Regions from separate parts of the Sus scrofa genome. Here regions 1 and 3 are each linked to region 2. A link is a contact called in public HiChIP or PLAC-seq data. All regions are on one chromosome and are shown on one strand. The core of a region is the stretch at or near the end of the contact, and the rest is flanking DNA. Distances in the headings are between cores, read along the strand shown. Region 1 has its middle 42 kb from the start of CYR61. Region 2 overlaps DDAH1 (N(G),N(G)-dimethylarginine dimethylaminohydrolase 1). Region 3 has its middle 15 kb from the start of CYR61.

Evidence for each region. HiChIP or PLAC-seq counts read pairs in DNA pulled down with a chosen protein or histone mark.
Region 1: a contact with region 2 is called in an H3K27ac HiChIP or PLAC-seq map of skeletal muscle. The contact joins two enhancer-like sites. A contact is called at or near these places in 1 of 47 Hi-C or Micro-C datasets (skeletal muscle) and 1 of 2 datasets of contacts at active chromatin or transcription factors (skeletal muscle).
Region 3: an H3K27ac HiChIP or PLAC-seq map of skeletal muscle shows a contact between it and region 2. The contact joins two enhancer-like sites. A contact is called at or near these places in 2 of 47 Hi-C or Micro-C datasets (embryonic fibroblasts and fetal heart ventricle) and 1 of 2 datasets of contacts at active chromatin or transcription factors (skeletal muscle).

What each region holds. Positions count from the first base shown.
Region 1 is chr4:130,435,362-130,438,061 of Sscrofa11.1, reverse strand. No RefSeq gene overlaps it. Among named protein-coding and RNA genes, the nearest start is that of CYR61, 42 kb to the right of the region's middle. Within about 2 kb of position 1,436, at least 9 of the 83 cell types and tissues checked have an H3K27ac peak or open chromatin away from gene starts, as enhancers often do. A contact at or near this core is called in skeletal muscle, where this site is marked.
Region 2 is chr4:130,595,530-130,598,334 of Sscrofa11.1, reverse strand. All of the region lies in intron 4 of DDAH1 (N(G),N(G)-dimethylarginine dimethylaminohydrolase 1), which reads right to left. Among named protein-coding and RNA genes, the nearest start is that of BCL10, 48 kb to the left of the region's middle. Within about 2 kb of position 1,429, at least 12 of the 83 cell types and tissues checked have an H3K27ac peak or open chromatin away from gene starts, as enhancers often do. A contact at or near this core is called in skeletal muscle, where this site is marked.
Region 3 is chr4:130,408,652-130,411,467 of Sscrofa11.1, reverse strand. It overlaps a transcript of ZNHIT6 not described here. Among named protein-coding and RNA genes, the nearest start is that of CYR61, 15 kb to the right of the region's middle. Within about 2 kb of position 1,322, at least 3 of the 83 cell types and tissues checked have an H3K27ac peak or open chromatin away from gene starts, as enhancers often do. A contact at or near this core is called in skeletal muscle, where this site is marked.

The DNA.
Region 1 (2,700 bases), core at 187-2,686, 160 kb after region 2:
TTTAGAAGTCAGTGTGAGCCTACTATCTCTGCTTCATTTCCTCTCCCAATAATCCACGCAAGGTATTTTTAGAGCATGACATCACAGGGCTTGTCTAGGTGGGTGTCTCTGTTTCAGAGCTGGCATTTGAAATAGTTTATAATATTTTATAATATATATTATTATGTTTTATAATAACTATAAATGGAATATAACCTTTAAAAACTATGAATTACCGTTTGTACAAACCTGTGACATATAATATTGTACCACAGCTATACGGCAATTTTTAAAAAAAGAAAATTCTGCCACAGATTTCAAAGTCAAAAGGTCTCTGATTAAACGAACCAGAAAAGTGACCAACAGGTAAGACAACAAAGGCTAAGGAAATTAAGTCCTATACATGCTGCAGGTGCAGCACAGCCCCTCTTCTCATTTCAGCAACACTTGCCACCAACCCCAGCCCACAGCTACACAGAGGGAGAGAAAAATGCCCATCGCTGAGGCTAAGAGCTTTCCTTCCAGCTTCCACACTGCACTTTTGGGGTGTGAGATGATCCCTTAGCTTCTTAACCATCTTGTTCCGTGACCAGCCCCTGGGCGCCGAGTCGCATTTCATCGGCAGTCAGTCACCTGCCAGATATAGAGCTCCTGTGACTTCTGCAGTGTCTCATGGGTCACTGAGAAAGAAGAGGGCCTGAGGACAGACTCCACTGGTCAGATCATCCAGTCCAGTGTGTAACCCTTGGCCAAGACCTCCTACGTCACGGAGTGTGAACTGTGCCTAAGACCTTGCACTGGGGTTTTGCGGTTCTGAGAAAGACGCTGGGTTTGGCTCTTTACCCAGGAACGTGGACACCAGGGTGGGGCTGAGCTGGAAGAAGAGCATGAGGAGAATCCCAGGCAAACCAGACCCCTGAGGTTGGCAGCGAATAGCCCATGGGCCAGAAAGAGCGCGACGGGACCCAGTTCTACCTGCAAAGCTCCTGATTTCCATGTGCTCCTTCACGAAAACCTCCAGCCCTGGGAGGTGGCTGTCAATACGGTCTAGTCCAGAAAGAGAAGCGGGGCTTTAAATGACGTGTTTGAGAAGCAAAAGGAGAGACGGGCAGAGGAAATTGGCAGAATTGGAAACATTAATAGGGAAAAAGAGGGCAATGGCACATCCTGCCATTATTTGCATAAGAAAGGCAACTAAAAAGAGTTCGTTAAAAGCAACGTTGAGACTCTCGGATTTGAGGGGCCGAGGCTTTGCTATAGGAAACTTCATCCGACTCCATTTGCCTCTTTCCAAAGAAAACACGCCACACACCAAGACACCGACCTTCTCTCCGAGCTGCGGGAAGGTCGGCCGCACGGACAGCCTCCTCTTTGCGGGGACCGCGACGTCCTCACTCGCCTCTGAGGGCGCGTGGGCTGGGCCCCCGCTCCGCTCAGCGAAGCGCGCCTCTGAGAACAGAGGCCGCTGCTGCCGCGGCCGTGACCCCGCACGCTGTGCCCCTGCCCTCCTGGGAAGCCAGCCTTTTGAGGAAGTTGTGGTGAGGAATGTCTGGAATGTTTTTAGGCCCGAGTCCGGGAAGCCTGGTGGTCCCTGAGCAGCCTTGCTCGTGAGGGTCAGCAGGACCCCTTCCATCGGGGTGCAGTCGGGGAAACTCACCAAGATGCGGGAGGAGGGGGTCTCTTCTCAACCGCGAAATGCGGCATGGGAGTTTCTCTCCCGATTCCAGCTGCATCACACGGACCAGCTACTATAGTCCCAGGCTAACGAGAGGGTAGGTGTTAAACGGGCTGTGAATTTTCAGCTTAAAAAATAGCAACTACATGCGCATTTTTTTGGATTCTGTTTAGCTCGGCATATGAAGGAGTGAACACCGCTAAACACCAGCACAACTGCACCCTTGATTTTATGTTCTCTGCAGTGGTTATTCATAGGGTGGGAAGTTCTAATTATATTTTAAAGGTTTTAAATATATTTAAAGGCTTAAACACTGTATTTATAGGTAAGCATATGCACATACACATACATGTATATGAATGTATTTTGCCTGAACGCCTCTTTTGTTTTTTAGAACTGTCACTTTGCTAAGGAGGAGCACCCAGCTTTAATAAAGACACTTAACATGGAAAATCATATTTAGCGGGTAGAATAGCACGGTCTTGTTTCTTAACTTTTTATCGTGAATATTCTCTCTCTCTTGGGATTTCTCAGACTTTTCATCTGCCCTTCACAGGAAGAAATACATTTAAACTTCCCGATCTGGCACATGCACGTGTTTAGGCGCGGTTTATATACATAGATGAGTATGCATGAGAGACAAAACCGACCTTTTCAAAGTCTGATACACTCTGGGGTTTTTCCGTCCTATTTTTTCCCTTGTATAAAATATCATCATGACTCATTTTATTAATTTCCCTACCCGCTCATGGGTCAGGACCTGCAATTTGAGAAACATTGTTTTACCTGGATTTTTAAATAGTTTTGTAATTCTATTAAGGAAAATAAAATGTTATACTGTAACAATATGGGTGCCTGAAATGATTCAAGGAGAGGCAGGAGTGCTAATAAAAGGACCTTATCTTTGACCCCATGCGGTATGATCATTATTACTATGTTGTCATAAATCTGGAGAATGTGAACATTTGAAAAGTAAGTCATGTAACCCCTTTCTTTTCAAATAGTGTTATCATAACCTTCCAAGCTTGAAAATGGAGCCCTCTTCT
Region 2 (2,805 bases), core at 180-2,679:
TCGCGAACCACTGACTTGGACTCTTCACATTAAATTAGCATGATGTTCACACCTCAAAAGTCTTTTTACTCTTAGTGATGTTACCGCTGCTAGGAGCTCATCTACAGTGGGCTCTTATTACTTGCCAGGGTGTGGACGGGAAAAGACACGAAAGATTAGAAAGTGTGCACAGGAACTATATCCAGTCACCTGTGGTGGAACGGGAGGGAGGATAATGTGAGAAAAAGAAAAATACACACACATATATATAAAACTGGGTCACTTTGCTGTGGAGTAGAAATTGATAGAACACTGCACATCAGCTTTAATGGAAAAGATAAAAATGTAACAGAATGTAAATCAACTTTAATGGAAAAAATGAAAATCATAAAAAAAGAAAATGTGCACAGAATGTAACAGACACCTTTCATGTAGCTCCTAATTAGCTTTTCCCTTTTGAGACTCTGTACCAAGAGTCATCTCTGGACATACGGTCACAGCGTTGAACTTGGTCCCACTTCAAAAAGAGATAAAAGGGAATGGCTTGTTGTCACCTATCTCCAGTGGCTTGTTGTCACCTCCCTCCAAGCTTTTTACATCTGTAGGCAGAAAGTGTTTGAGTGATACCGAGGCAAGTACAGCAGTGACCAGAAATGAAACACAGATTTAGAAATATTCTTAAAGATTGCTGGACTAACGTGACATTTTGAAAGAGGAAAACAAGGAGAAACAGTGATTCTTACGAGCAGAGAAGTAATCCTGGAACGGTTTTTGCAGGAAGGTGACGGCAAATGTACTTTTTTGTTTTAACAATTAAAATTTTAAAAGTTGAAACACAGCTGATTTACAATGTTGTGCTTATTTCAGATGTACAGCAAAGGGATTCCCCGGCACACTCAGATTCTCTTCCCTTCCCCGGCACACTCAGATTCTCTTCCCTTCCCGGTTATTACAGAACACTGAGTAGAGTTCCCTGTGCTCCACAGCAGTCCTCGCCAGCTATCTGCTTTATGCACAGTAGTGCGTATATTTTAACCCCAAACGCCTGATCGACCCTCCCCCGGCAGTTTACTTTCAATCTGCTTCTCTTGCACGTCGTTATTTCTAAGGAGGACCCTGTCGCAGTGCCGTACCTACAGCGTGGGTGTCTTCCCCAGAAGCTGGAGAACAACTTGAAGGTCAAATGTCACTTCCACTTCGGGGGCTACGTTTTACCATATGCTTTATTAGCCTTCGGCCCAGCAATAGGATACTCATCCACACCCAGGCATTTAATACACGCGGTGTCCAGGGAGAAACAGCAGCCCCGCCCCAGCCATCCTGCCTGCAGCTCAGCGGACACATGTCCCTAATCCCTTCGACATCAAGGGCACTGGGCACTGGTGTTGGCCTGGCCAGAGTGTCACACAGGTCATGCTGCGATGGACAGCTGCAGCCCATGAGGCAGAAACCATCCTGGGTTTCTTCTGCCAGCTCCGTTCAGCCAAGAAACAACAGGACACTGCCCGAGATGGGAGCATGCAAATGTTCAAGAGGTTTTTTTCCTGTGCTTTGAGAGCGAGTAGCTAAAGATAATAAAACATAAATGGGAAAGGGTAAAGGACAGAGACTCCCAGTTCAGATGAGCCTCTGCCAATGGAAACTGAAACGGGAGCCAACCCCGTTGGAGCCTCACCGGCCTGCACGTCGGAGGTCACCAGAGCTGCTGGCAGCAGGAGCTGTCCGAGGGCAGCTCAACTCTCAAAATGCGAACCTAGGTCAGTGAAAGCCAGCAACGCCTTCTGCCCACGGTCTGTGCCTGTGTGGGAGGGAACCCAATTCACGGGGACAGGGGGGCTTGAGCTCTTTCCTGAGAATTCCACCAAAGGCACCCCATCTGGGAGCCATTTCTGAAGGACCGTCTCGATCCTCGTCCCCTGGGGCCCGGAACAGTGCCTGGCACAGAACAGCAGTGCTGTGATTATCCGCCCAAGGGCCGACCCGCTCCCTCTCCCTCCCACCTTCCAGACTCATCAGCTGCGTTGCTCCTCTAAGTAGAACTCACCCCCTGCACCCCACACCCCACGGCCGCGGGCTGCTTCCCCTGGTCCAGGCCTCCTCGCCTTTATTCCCGGACCGTGTCATGGTATCTAACGAGTTTTCTTAGTCCGAATCTTCCTTCCTGTTAGTCATTCTAGGCACAACGTCAGAGAGCTCTTGCTGAAATCTCCCCTTTTATAATTTGCTGAGAAACTGTGAGCGGCTCCCCACAGCCTTCAGATAAGAAGACCCCAATTCCTTTGAGTGGGGACCAGCCCCACTCACTTCTTCGGCCTTGCCTCCTTCTCTCCCCGCACGCACCCCCTGTCCCAGCCATCGTCTGTTGGCTATAAGATAGATCCCCCATTGTCCTGTCTGGTGTCCCTGGGCGTCCCCGGCTTGCTGGTCATCCTGGATCACTCAGACTTTGACTCCCGCCCCTGGGATCACGCCCTCCTCAAACTCCCACCACCTCCACCAGGACCCTGTGCCACTCAAGACTTTGCTTGATGTCACCCTGGACCCTGTCCTGTTCCTCATCCATCTCAGTGTCCCTGCGCCTGCGACCACATCTTTCACAGAGATGCTCTCAGGGAGTACTGCTCTATGAGGCTCAAGAAGCCGAGCTTCACACGCATCTGTGGCCTCTCTCTCTCTCTCTCTCTTTCTTTTTAAGGCCGCACCTGCAGCATATGGAAGTTCCTGAGCGAGGGGTCAATCGGAGCTGCAGCTGCCGACCTACACCACAGTCACAGCAATACCAGATCCGAGCCACATCTATGACCTACACCACAGCCTGCAGCAACA
Region 3 (2,816 bases), core at 73-2,572, 190 kb after region 2:
CACACGATGCTGGCTATAGCCAACACGTTCGTGCCACGGGATGGAAGAAGGGCTGCCAACCCCCCTTTTAAACGTGGGCGGACCCCCAACTGCGCCGTCCGCGCGTCCCCCAGAGGTTTCCCTGCCTCCTTGGTCCCTGAGAGCAGGGTATGACTCACGTTTGGGTGCTTCTGGGTGTCTGGCACCAGACCTCACACTTGGCAGGGAAGTCAGTCGTCTTGGAAGGAATGCGAGGAGGCCTTTTCGAAGAGGGAAGGGTGGATTCCACTGGGTCGCGCAAACTAGTTCTTGAACAACTGTGTGATTTAAGAGGAACGCCCACCAGTACGGCCCTGCATGGTGGGTCTGCAAGCACTTCTGTACATTTATCGTCTCGGAGCAGGTGTCAGGAAGCTTATTTTACTGCTGAGGAAACCGATTTTGAGAGAGATGATAGGATTCATCTCAGGGTTCCTTATTCTCTAGTTTGTGGGATTAGAAAACACTCCCCCTTCCACACACACACACACACACACACATACATCTTCCCAAATTCATTCAAGAGGTCTATGTTTTTAATGTCTTAGTCTGCCTGCCTCATTATCATCAAAGCTCTACTTAATGATAGAGAACATTGGCTATCACCTGGAAAATATCAGTTCCTTCCACTGTCGCCAGATGCCTCACGCCCACAGAACATACTGAGGGGCTGCTGGGGTCTGACAGGGCTGAACCTGGGGACCCCGTCTGTTGTGTGTGCATCTAAAATTCGTCCTGAGCCTTGCAAACACTCAGTCATGGGGCACCAGGTCAGGAGACAATGACACGTCAACTTTGGCTGGTAAAACCTAAAGATCTGGTCCAAAAGAAAGCTGAAGTTAAATATTCTTGCTCAGAAATGTTTGCCCTTCCCTGTAATATCAGGACCATGGCAGTAGGGTAACATTCTCCAAAATGCCGTTTCCTTGACACGTTTTAAGCATGTCGTATCCATACACCTGTCACCCAAATGATGTAAAGGCAGTCAGCACTCAGGTCAGAAGAATGTGCTCCCGTCCTCCCACCCCCGAGGTCAGCCCGGGGTGCTGGCAGGTGGAGTAGGAGCGGGAGCGGGCTGGGGACGCCACCCCCCCTTGTGAATCAAAGCCAAAAAAGGTGCCTCCGTGCTGCTGGTTCTTTGATCTCTTGCTCCCTATTTTTAGAGCTCGTCTGCCAACATCCTTTGCCCCGTGCCATGACCTTTCATGACACGCGTCTCCTGGTGGTTATTTTGGGATCCTATTCCTACCCGAAGTATTACTACGGCTAGGATTAATGGATGAGGTCGGTCAGCACAAGCCTTTGCTTGAAAAAGGCCCCAAAGCACATGTTCCTACATGAGGGTGAGGAGCTGGTGTACAGAGGACACATACATCACCCCTATTTTTAGTCGGCGACGCATTCTAGGACCGCTGAACGTGGCAGATCACGGCAACCACACCAGACAGCATTCTCCAGGGGGACAGTCTGGGCACGTGGGTTTTGAAAATGTGTCCAGCACAGATAAAGGGGTACAAATGTGGGTGTGTGTATTGTTGAAGGGGCGAGAAAAGAGGGACAACCATAAGCTGAGGACTTGTCACTTTAATTTTCTTCAGCCTTGACCTCTCCCTAAATCTACAAACCGTATGAGAATCCACGCCTGTCATGATGGAAGAGCAAAGAGATCAAAGCCCTTCAACTGCTCAGCGTCCCTCAGCAAAGCATTTCTACACAGAATCTTAAAAAGGAAAACAGAAGTCCCCTTGTGTCAAACATAAGAACGACACATAGGTCCAGGGGGGAAGAAATCCCTCCTCTGTGAAGAAGGCATCTCTGTGTTCACACTGTACTCTCTGTGTCAAGACGGTGTTAACTAGATGGCCGCATGAATGAGACCATTTGAGACAACAACAGCTAAACTTTATTGAACACGGCTCTGTGACAAGCACTGTTCCACAAGATCTGCATAAATTAAATCACTGAATGCTTTCAATGAACCCATGAGACAGGTGCCTGTAACGTCCCCGTTTCAGAGATGAGGATACGGAAGTGTAGAGAGGTGACAGGTGTCTCGTCTCAGGCCAAACTGCCCTTAAGTGAGAGCCACACTCAACATCAGGCACTTGGGGATGCAGGCTTGATGCTCACGGAGTGAAGAAATGGGTCTTCTGCCTCTGCTGTATCCACGAAGAATTTGAAGGAAGGGCTAAACTTACTATTGTGGCCTGAGTTGTATCCCTCAAAATCCATGGGTTGACGTCCTAAGCCCAGTCCTTCCTCATGCGACTGTATTTAGAAACACCGTCTCAAAGAGGTACTGAAGTTAAGATGAGGTCTTTGTGGCAGTCCAACTACGGTCACCCAGCCTGCTGGTGTCTTCCCGAGGAGAAATGGACCACATGCACGTGTGCACACCGGGACCCATGCCATCTGCAAGCCATGGGAAGACACCTTAGAAGTCAGCCCTGCCAACACATTGATCTTGGACTTTTAGCCCCCATAACTGTAAGAAAATAAATTTCTGTCATTTAAGTTGCCCATCTGTGATCTCTTATTACAGCAAAACTAACACCCTCAGTGTTACAGTGTAACGTGAAAACCAAGGAAAGTGCATTTGGTTCAAATGAGTCAAAACAAATACATCAGTTTGAGGCAGGTCGTTGCTTCCCGTCCGTGGAAAATGGGTTGACCAGTTAGTTACGCAACTTGGACAAGTTCCCAAACAGATAGGAGGTGCCATCAGGACTTCTGATGCCCAGACAGTGCCACCCTTAGAAGGTCTTCCATGAACACAAAGACTGAAGAATGTCTCTTCC